Linked DNA regions of Sus scrofa: region 1 is linked to region 2. The links are chromatin contacts, called in public HiChIP or PLAC-seq maps. All regions are on one chromosome and are shown on one strand. The core of a region is the stretch at or near the end of the contact, and the rest is flanking DNA. Distances in the headings are between cores, read along the strand shown.

Region 1 (5,182 bases), core at 1,383-3,882, 110 kb before region 2:
TAATGCCATTGAATAGAATGACCAGTATTGTCCTTTTTATGATGTCTTTACAAACCAGCCTAAATTGCTTGTGTAAATTGGCTTTGGGCCAGAATTTATATAACAGTTAAGAATGACATTCACATTAAATTTTTAAAGTGTGCCTAAAGTTGAGTATTTAAAAAGTATGAGTTCTGTTGTGGCTCAGTGGGTTAGGGATCCAGCATTGTCACTGTAGGGGCTCAGGTCGCTGCTGTGGTTCAGGTTTAGTCCCTGGCCCAGGAACTCCCACATGCCTCATGTGCAACCCGCCCCCCAGAGGTAAACAGTTTACTCATCTGAAAATGGGTACTGGGGAGAAATAACCAGTAAGATTTTATAATTTCCTTAAAGAAAAAGGTTAGTAAATAGTGGTCTTAATATGCGGGACAGTGAGCCTAAGGTACTTGAAATAATTTGTTTCTGAATAAACGTTCTGTTCTTATTTGCTGCTAGTAGTGATCAGTTTATGGTCGCTCTTTCTGCATATGTGAGTGGATAAATGAGCATTATCATGTAGGTTAGACATTTGCATTTCACCAGTAATTTTAATCTGTAATATATTTGATTCTCAAAAAAAAAATTTAATTAAAAAAAAAAATGGAGTTCCCATCGTGGTTCACTGGTTAGAAAACCTGACTGGCATCCATGAGGACGAGGGTTCCATCCCTGGCCTTGCTCAGTGGGTTAAGGATCCGACATTGCCGTGAGCTGTGGTGTAGGTCACAGACCTGGCTTGGATCCCACGTTGCTGTGACTCTGGCATAGGCTGGCACCTACAGCTCCAATTATACCCCTAGTCTGGGAACCTCTGTATGGCGCGGGTGCAGCCTAGAAAAGACAAAAAAAAAAAAAAAAAGACAAAAGATAAAAATAAAAATATATTTGATTCTCTTTCTCAGTATAGTCTTCTAACATAGCTAAGTCATAATTTCATTCCCTCTCCTTTCTTCTGCTTAGATTGTAAAAAAAATAAAAGTAAGAAGTAAAACAGCCAGAAGATAACCAATCAATCAATCATTCACTTATTCCTCATTTAATGAAGACTTGCTAAGTGCTTAGGATGTGAAGATAAATAAGACAAAGTCCCTGCCCTGCAAGAGTTCACAATCTGGGGTAGAGACAGAGATATACAGGCATGAGCAGATTATTCTGAAAGCTCCAAGGAGAGGTGCCCACCCAGCCAGAAGGTTGGGAAAGGTTCTCGGAGGAAGTCACCCAGACTGAAAGGGGCCTCAGGAGGAAAATCACACTCAGCAGAGAAGATCTCTTGAGCAAAGACACAAAAGCAAGTAATAATGTGATATATATAAGAATTACAGAGTTTGGTGTTGCTGGAACAAAATTAAGTTCTAGGCAGGAGTCATAGGCAAGGTACTTGGCAGCAGAAAAACATTTTGTCAAGAAAATTCTCCCTCAAAATTCTACTCAGAGTCATTAGAGAAGATACTGAACAAAGTATTTTAACGATATGAATGCTGATTCCTTCCCTGCCCCAAAATTAGGCAAGAGGGTAGGCGAGGGCCAGATCCATGCTGAGCTCATATCTCAGATTTGGTTGTAGAGAGAGTATTAGAGTGGCCATTGAAAGGGCAGCTTCAAAAGGGAGGCAAAGCAGGCTGTAGGCAAGAGGACTGTTTGGGTTGTAGACCAATAGGCGCAAAATGGCAAAGCCCAGAACTTAGTGGAGACAGTGGTGGCAGAGGTGGCGAATGGATCCAAGACACACTGACAGTGCAGTATCAGCAGAACTTAATAATTGACTGGACCAGGTTAATCTAAAACAGGTCAAAGCCAGGAATGGTTTACAAGATTCTGGTTAAGCTATGAATTGCTGCCACATGGATAAGGGAAGGGGATCTGATTTGGAGAAAGACCCTGAGTTTAGGATTTATACTTGCATTCAGAGTGGCTAAGTGGTATCCCCCTGGAAATATCTAGTAACTTTCAGCTCAGAGGTGAGTGATCTAGGCTGGAAATACATCGATTTGAAAGTTGTCAGTTTACAGGTTGTATTTAAAATAATAGAAAGTTGGATTGGTGCAGTGGAAACAAATCTGACTAGGAACCAGGAGGTTGCGGGTTCGATCCCTGGCCTTGCTCAGTGGGTTAAGGATCTGGTGTTGCCGTGAGCTTGGTGTAGGTCACAGACATGGCTCGGATCTGGCATTGCTGTGGCTGTGGCGTAAGCTGGCAGCTGTAGCTCCAAATGGACCCTTAGCCTGGAAAGCTCCATATGCCACGGGTATGGCCCTAGGAAGACAAAAGACAAAAATAAATAAATAAATTAAATAAAATAATAGCAAGTTGATGAGCTCATTCAGGGAGAGAGAAGTGAAAGAGCTGTACAGACAGCATAGAACCTTTGTCAGTGCCACTGTTTGAAGGACAATTAAAAATGAAGCAAGCCAAAAAGAAAGGATCAGAGTGATTTCAGGAAGACAGGAATCCTCAGCAGAAGGGAAAGAGTAAAGTACCGAAGCAAAAAGTATTGGGGATGATGGCACAGGAGGAATGCAAAGCAGCAGCAAACTGGGGCCTTTTGGTTGCCAGGGCCAGAGAGGCCACTTTTATGCAGCAGGCTTCTCGCTCACTTCCCTGCTCCACCTCAGCTTCCTCATCCGTTAAACAAGAACAGTAATGTCTGGGCGTTCCCGTCATGACACAGCGGAAGTGAGTCCAACTATGAACCATGAGGTTGAAGGTTCGATCCCTGGTCTCGTTCAGTGAGTTGAGGATCTGACATTGCTGTGGCATAGGCCGGGCAGCTGTAGCTCCTGGTTTCCTAGCTCTAGGTTTCCTATCCTGGGAACCTCCATATGCCACAGGTGTGACCCTAAAAAAAAAAAAAAAAAAAAAAAAAAAAAAAAAAAAAAAAAAAAAAAGAATAGTAATATCTGCTCAATAAGTATGCTTTGAAGATTAAATGTGATCATGTGCTAAAATTCTGGCACAAGTAGGCATTCAAGGAGGTTTGGTTTTTTTACTCCTATTTCCGACTGTAACTATCAGAACAGAAATATTCTAAAGAACTGACTGATGATGGAGACCTTTTCTCGTAACTATCCCTTCTGTATAGTGCCCCAGATTTCTTGGCACAATTCTGAATTTATTTTTGTAATCCCAAATTGAAGTAATTTTGTATGGATCTCTAACCAGAATTCCCCATTGTGCATCTGAAATTCTGCCACTAAAATAATGATGGGCTAGAGTAGCCACAGGAGGTGGGGAACCCTAGGTATCCAGTGTAATTATCGTAAGAGCTATGGACTGGGTTATTTTCCTTTTTTCCTTCATCCTTAGCTAAACAGAGAGACATCCTTCTCCAAGATATCCACAACCACATGACCCAGATTTTGTAAAGAATCCAGATTTGAAGTGTTCCATCTTGTCCTTAGAGGCTATCAAAATGTCCTAGGAGTTCTTGACCTTGTCTCTGACTTAGTGACTTTTTATCAGTCCGTAGCTTTTAAAATTTATTTTAGGAGTTCCCGTCACAGCACAGCGGAAACAAATCCAACTAGGAACCATGAGGTTACGGGTTCAATCCTTGACCTCGCTCAGTGGGTTAAGGATCCGGTGTTGCCATGAGCTGTGCTGTTGATTGCAGACATGGCTCGGATCTGGTGTTGCTGTGGCTCTGGCGTAGGCCGGCGGCTGCAGCTCCGATTAGACTCCTAGCCTGGGAAACTCCATATGCCATGGGTGCGGCCCTAAAAGGATAAAGGACCAAAAAAAATTTTTAATAGGTTATATTTAATAACCTGATAATACTGATGATTAATTTTCTCCACTCTTTAGTTGGAAGCAAGGTATCATTCTTCGAACCAGATGATGAAGTAGTTGGTAAGTTACAGGTTGTATTAGTCCTATTTCAAGCCCTCTGTTTTACTGTTGTCTCTTCCTTTTTGCTATGCAGTTGTTAATGTTTATTGCAACCTTGTGTCATATAAAAGTACTTACTCGAGTTTTGGCATTTACTCTCAAATATCCATTGATAAAGAGACTTTTGACTATTTGGCTGTAGATATGATAGATAGATGACCGGTAGTTGTTATTGTCTTTGGTGCAGCCCTTCTCTGATTGGCCCCAGCCTATAGCTAGGCTGAAGGTTCCAGAGGAAAAAAAAAGTCCCAGTTCATCTGTTTGAAGACCACAGACTGACTTGGTTGTCTCCCAGCTCCACTCTCCACATCCAACTTGAATTGTACAGAGCTTCTCCCTTACTATCCTTGAAAAACTAAAAATTTACTAGAAACTTTAAATTTTTTTAAAAAAATCCATAGTTAATGCCATTTTGCAATTTTTTTTTTTTTGGCTTTTTTTTGTCTTTTCAGGGCCATGCACTCGGCACATGAAGGTTCCCAGGCTAAGGGTCCAATCGGAGCTGTAGCCACCAGCCTACACCACAGCTCACAGCAACGCCAGATCTGAGCCGAGTCTGTGACCTACACCACAGCTCGTGGCAATGCCAGATCCTTAACCCACTGAGCGAGGCCAGGGATCGAACCTGAAACCTCATGGTTCCTAGTCAGATTCATTTCCACTGCGCCATGACAGCAACTCCATCTGTCTCATCTTTTTTAATTGCCCAAGAAGTCAGTGACATTGTATTAGTCAAGGTTCTTTTTGTAAGAGACCAGAAATAAAATCAGACTTGCTCAGGGGAAAATGGGATTTTACTGGAAGCAGACTGAACTGTGCTATAGAACCAAGCTGTGTGAAGGAGCTGTGCATTGGGGACGAGTTTAGAGAGGAACCCAGGTGCCCCCACGCTTCTGACCGGGCTCCGTACATCAGCCGCCACCATTCCCGTCACTCAGAGGTGAAAAAAGAGGAAGAAAATAGAGAGGTAGGACAGGTATTATGGTGTTCATATCAGAAAATAAACTATCCTCAGAGTTCCCATCGTGGTTCAGTGCTTAACGAATCCGACTAGGAACCATGAGGTTTCGGGTTCGATCCCTGGCCTTGCTCAGTGGGTTAAGGATCCGGCATTGCCGTGAGCTGTGGTGTAGGCTACAGATGCGGCTCGGATCCTGCGTTGCTGTGGCTCTGGCGTAGGCCAGTGGCTACAGCTCCAATTGGACCCCTAGCCTGGGAACCTCCATATGCCGCAGGTGTGGCCCTGGAAAAAACAGAAAAAAAAAAAAAAAAAAAAAAA
Region 2 (4,909 bases), core at 2,182-4,681:
AGGTAACAATTAGACTTTGTGGAAAATAAAGACTGAGGTTCAAGTATGTTGATTTTAATCATGACCTAACCTTAAAATAGAAAGTGAAACAGGTTTTGTTTTGTTTTGTTTTTGGCCACACCCATGGCACACGGAAGTTCCCAAGCCAAGGGTTGAACTTGCGCCATAGCAGCAACGAGCTGCTGCAGTGACAGTGTCAGATCATTAACCCACCGGTGCCACGAGGGAACCCCTGCCACAGGTTTTGTTTTGTTTTGTGTCTTTTTAGGGCTGCACTTGTGGCATGTGAAGGTCCAGGGCTAGGGATCGTATGGGAGCTGCAATCGCAGGCCTACGCCAAAGCCATGGCAATTGCCAGATCTCAGCCAGATCTGCAACCTACACCACAGCTTTCAGCAATGCCAGATACTTTTCCCACCGAGCGAGGCCAGGGATTGCACCCTCATCCTCATGGATACTAGTCAGGTTCTTACCCTGCTGAGCCACAACAGGAACTTCCTGAGACAGTGTTTTAAATGTCTTTGGAAAAACAAAAAAAAAGCAAAAAATAAAAACAAAAACAAAAGTCTTTGGAGGAGTTCCTGCTGCGGCACAGTGGGTTAATGATCTGGCTTGTCTCCATGGTGTTGCCAGTTTGATCCTTGGCCTGGTGCAATAGATTAGGCCTGGGAACTTCCATGTGCCATGGTGGATGCAGCCAAAAACAGAAGAGAAAAAAATTAGTAACTTTAGGAGTTCCCATCGTGGCGCAGTGGTTAACGAATCCGACTAGGAACCATGAGGTTGCGGGTTCGATCCCTGCCCTTGCTCAGTGGGTTGACGATCCGGCGTTGCCGTGAGCTGTGGTGTAGGTTGCAGACGCTGCTCGGATCCTGCGTTGCTGTGGCTCTGGCGTAGGCCGGTGGCTATGGCTCCGATTCAACCCCTAGCCTGGGAACCTCCATATGCCGCGGGAGCAGCCCAAAGAAATAGCAAAAAGACCAAAAAAAAAAAAAAAAATAGTAACTTTAAAGGAAATAGAAATAAAAGTCTTGAGCTACAGCAGAAATTATCCCAACATTGTAAATCAACTATACTTCAATAAAACTTTTTAAAAAACAATGTAAAAAAACTGCCAAGGAGTTTAAATAAGCAAGGTAGCATGATCACATTAAAAATGCTAGTCAAAGGAGTTCCCACCATGGCGCAGTGGTAATGAATCCGACTATGAACCATGCATGAGGTTACTTATTCCATCCTTGGCCTCACTCAGTGGGTTAAGGATCCGGCATTGCCACGAGCTGTGGTGTAGGTCGCAGACGCAGCTCGGATCTGGCACTGCTGTGGCTGTGGTGTAGGCCAGTGGCTACAGCTCCGATTCGACCCCTTGCCTGGGAACCTCCATGTGCCAAGGGTGTGGCCCTAAAAAGAAAAAAAAAAAAAAAAAAAACCCTAGTCAAAAAATAAATAAATAAAAATGCTAGTCAACCTATGTGTTTGGTTCTGACTCTGAATTTGATCCTTTGATCACATTTTATAATCACAGGACTGTTGATTTCAGAGTATGCAGCAAACTTTTAAAAGGAAAAGAACCATATTTTCAAGTGGTTTGACTCTGCCCAGAGTCACATTTTATAATCACAGGACTGTTGATTTCAGAGTATGCAGCAAACTTTTAAAAGGAAAAGAACCATATTTTCAAGTGGTTTGACTCTGCCCAGAATTAAACTGACCAAAAATGCTTTGGTTTATCACTCATTTGCTCTATTGACTTAAAAAGCCATGGTTGCTCTCAAAGACATCATTAGGACAATTGTTAAAACTGGAATACAAAAATTGTACATTAAGGAGTTCCCATCATGGCTCAGTAGTTAACGAATCCGACTAGGAACCATGAGGTTGCAGGTTCGATCCCTGCCCTCGCTCAGTGGGTTAAGGATCTGGTGTTGCCGTGAGCTGTGGTGTAGATAGCAAATGCGACTTGAATCCCGGGTTGCTGTGGCTGTGGCAGAGGCTGGCAGCTACAGCTCCGATTTGACCCCTAGCCTGGGAACTTCCGCATGCTGCAGGTGCAGCCCTAAAAAACAAAACAAAAAAATAAACAAAAAACCTGTACATTAAATAATACTGTCTTTAAGTTAAATGTCGTGAATTTGCTATCAGTGCTATGATGAAGAGAATGTCCTTGTTTTGAGGAAACAAATACTGAGTACTTTGGGATAAAGGGGCATAGTACGTGCAGTTACTTTTTTTTTTTTTTTTTTTTTTTGCTCTTTAGGGCCGAACCCGAGGCATATGGAGGTTCCCAGGCTAGGGGTTGAATTGGAGCTACAGCTGCTGGCCTACCCCAGAGCCACAGTAACGCCAGATCCGAGCTGTGTCTGCAACCTACACCACGGCTCACGGCAACGCCGGATCCTTAACCCACTGCACCCACTACGTGAGGCTAGGGATCGAACCCACATCCTCAAGGATACTAGCTGGATTCGTTTTCGCTATGCCACAACAGGAACTCCCTACTTCTGCCTTCTTTTAAGAAACGTAGTCATAGTACAAAATATTATTTAATGTGCCAGGCGCTATGCAAAGTGGTTTACATACAGTGTGTAAATCTCACAAAAACTCAGTGAGTGCTACACAATTATTATTTCATCATAAGTAAAATGAGGAAAACAATAGCATTTACCTCATTGGGCTGTTGCAAGAATTTTAAAAGATTACATAAATAGGCATTTAGCACAGTGCCTGGCAAAAACTGAGTGCTAAATACGTTCACCATTTGCTGGTACCCTCACTTTACAGATAAACGGACACAGAGAAAAGCAGTTCTCAGCTCAGGTCTGACCCGCCTTTTCTTCTTCTTGCTTTTTCCTATTTTAAAAACTTACCCTGTGCAGAAGGGGGAAATAGTAAATCCCCATAACAGTGACTGAACTTAAAGCGAGAAAACACTTTATTTAACTTTGTCTTCGACCGTCCTCACCCTCTCTCTATCAATGCCTGGCTAAATGACCTACCTGCTCACTAAGTTCCTGAACTAACGAAAGACTAGGTTTCTAACCTGGGTTATCTATTACCACCACGTTCTAACCAACCGAGCTAACCTAGACTTTCTGGGCCAGGTAGTATTTCCTCGTCTCTGAGCTGGTGTCCTTGGCTGCAAACCTGAAAAAGCTGTTCAGGTCCTATTCGGGGGGAAAAGGACTTGTCATCCCCTCTTCAAAACAAGTTACCTAGGACCGGCGCCCTCCGAACCATTAGCACTTCAAGGGTCGCATTCGACACTGACCAAACGCTATGGTAAATCCTATTCATCTCCCCTCCGGCGGTGTAGACGTTTTCACCGCCCCGCCTCCCTCCCGGAAGGCGCAGGCGCGCGGCGGGGTCCTCCTGGAGAACTACATTTCCCAGAATCCACTCGACCGACCCACCTCCCGCTAGGGGTGGGGAGGGCGGAGTCGACTGCCCGGGGCGGGGCGGAGCGTCCCGAAATTGTCCTGCTTGTGTCCTTTTGGGAAGAGTTTGTTTTAAAAGAGATTCTGGGGTCCCCTGGTAAGGTAGGACATCTGTCTCTATTCGGTATCACATTGCCCTCCGCACCCCTGAGGGTTCCCTCAGCGTAAAAAGGCAGATGGTCTAGTCCAGCGGCGGAGACAGCTGGGGAGTGGAGGGCCGCCCTCGCACGCATGCGCAGATGCTCAGCATGGGGGCGGGAGCCGCAGAGCCCCTTCCCAGGGTCTGAGAAGGTGAGTAGAGGGCGGGACCCGGCGTGTACTGTGTCGAGATTGACTTCTCTTCCGCGACGGCCACCCATCCCAGTCAAGTCTGAAAGCCGTTGACCCCAATTTTTATAGAAAATTGGAGTCCCCAGGAGCTGAATTTTAGCGTTTATACATCAAAATCCTATTTTTAAGTCACTTCTAGCATTTCATTGCCATTTTCTATATAGAAGATTTTCTCTTCTACTATGCTGTGCGTTTAAAAAACAAACAAAACAAAACAAAAACAGGTAACAGTATACTGAGAGAGTTCACCTTTCATCTCGGCTTTCAGGCTTGCAGCAGACTATTCCTTCCTAAGACGCTGTAGAGCTTAAAGTCTTTTGGACCCTTGATTCTGTGCAATTTAGTGTCAAGAGTAGGTACAGAATCAGTCACTTGTTCTAATTGTTTCATGTAAGTCTTCTCATGAGAAGACTCCTTGGGATAATAAAGACAATGATGCACTCACTAAAGAAATAGTGGTGCTACTGACGTTTATAATTTGCTGAGGACAAATATGCAAGAGGCTTGTTGTGCCCTAACCCTAACTATTTTGCTTACACCTTGCTGTGTGATTTGGTTGTGTTGCTTAACCTTCTGGGCCTGCATTTTCTCATAAAATGAGAAGATTGGATTAGATCTCTGAGAACTTGCCAGCTCTAAAATTCTGTGGTTAGTACAGAGTAGAATCTAGATTCCATCACAATATGTTGACGCAAGACATCATTAACTTCCATTTCTCTGCTGAACAAATGAAATAAAGCTGTAAGAATTTTGGCAGCAGCATTAGAAAGAAGTATTGTACTCGTAATTCATCCTTATTGCTGAAAATATGGATTTAGCTGATAATACAACTTTCTTCACCCAATATTTGTTGTCGTTTTATAGATCATTGCTAGGAAGAAATCTGGGCACAATAATGAACACAGTGTATGTAGTGATGGCTCGAATCCTAAGATCTCATCTGATAAACGTTTCAATGATTCCTCATCAAATGAACATGGGTCCATATCTTGGTGTGCTTAGAACTAGAATGATGTCAACTTATAAATCCAAAAAGAAGATGAGCGAATATTATAGGCTGCTGAATCTGGATGAAGGATGCTCTGCAGATGATGTCAGGGAATCTTTTCGTAAACTTGCCAAGCAATACCATCCAGATGGTGGCT

Evidence for each region. HiChIP or PLAC-seq counts read pairs in DNA pulled down with a chosen protein or histone mark.
Region 1: a contact with region 2 is called in an H3K27ac HiChIP or PLAC-seq map of alveolar macrophages. The contact joins the enhancer-like site here to the promoter of DNAJC28 in region 2. A contact is called at or near these places in 8 of 47 Hi-C or Micro-C datasets (blood, liver, mesenteric adipose tissue and 3 more) and 1 of 2 datasets of contacts at active chromatin or transcription factors (alveolar macrophages).

Annotation. Positions count from the first base shown.
Region 1 is chr13:197,225,726-197,230,907 of Sscrofa11.1, reverse strand. It overlaps CRYZL1 (crystallin zeta like 1), which reads left to right. Exons shown (of 13, transcript NM_001098596.1): 5 at 3,820-3,864. Among named protein-coding and RNA genes, the nearest start is that of CRYZL1, 20 kb to the left of the region's middle. Within about 2 kb of position 2,632, at least 3 of the 83 cell types and tissues checked have an H3K27ac peak or open chromatin away from gene starts, as enhancers often do. A contact at or near this core is called in alveolar macrophages and liver, where this site is marked.
Region 2 is chr13:197,113,215-197,118,123 of Sscrofa11.1, reverse strand. It overlaps DNAJC28 (dnaJ homolog subfamily C member 28), which reads left to right and starts at 3,431. Exons shown (of 3, transcript XR_002338034.1): 1 at 3,431-3,725; 2 at 4,629-4,909.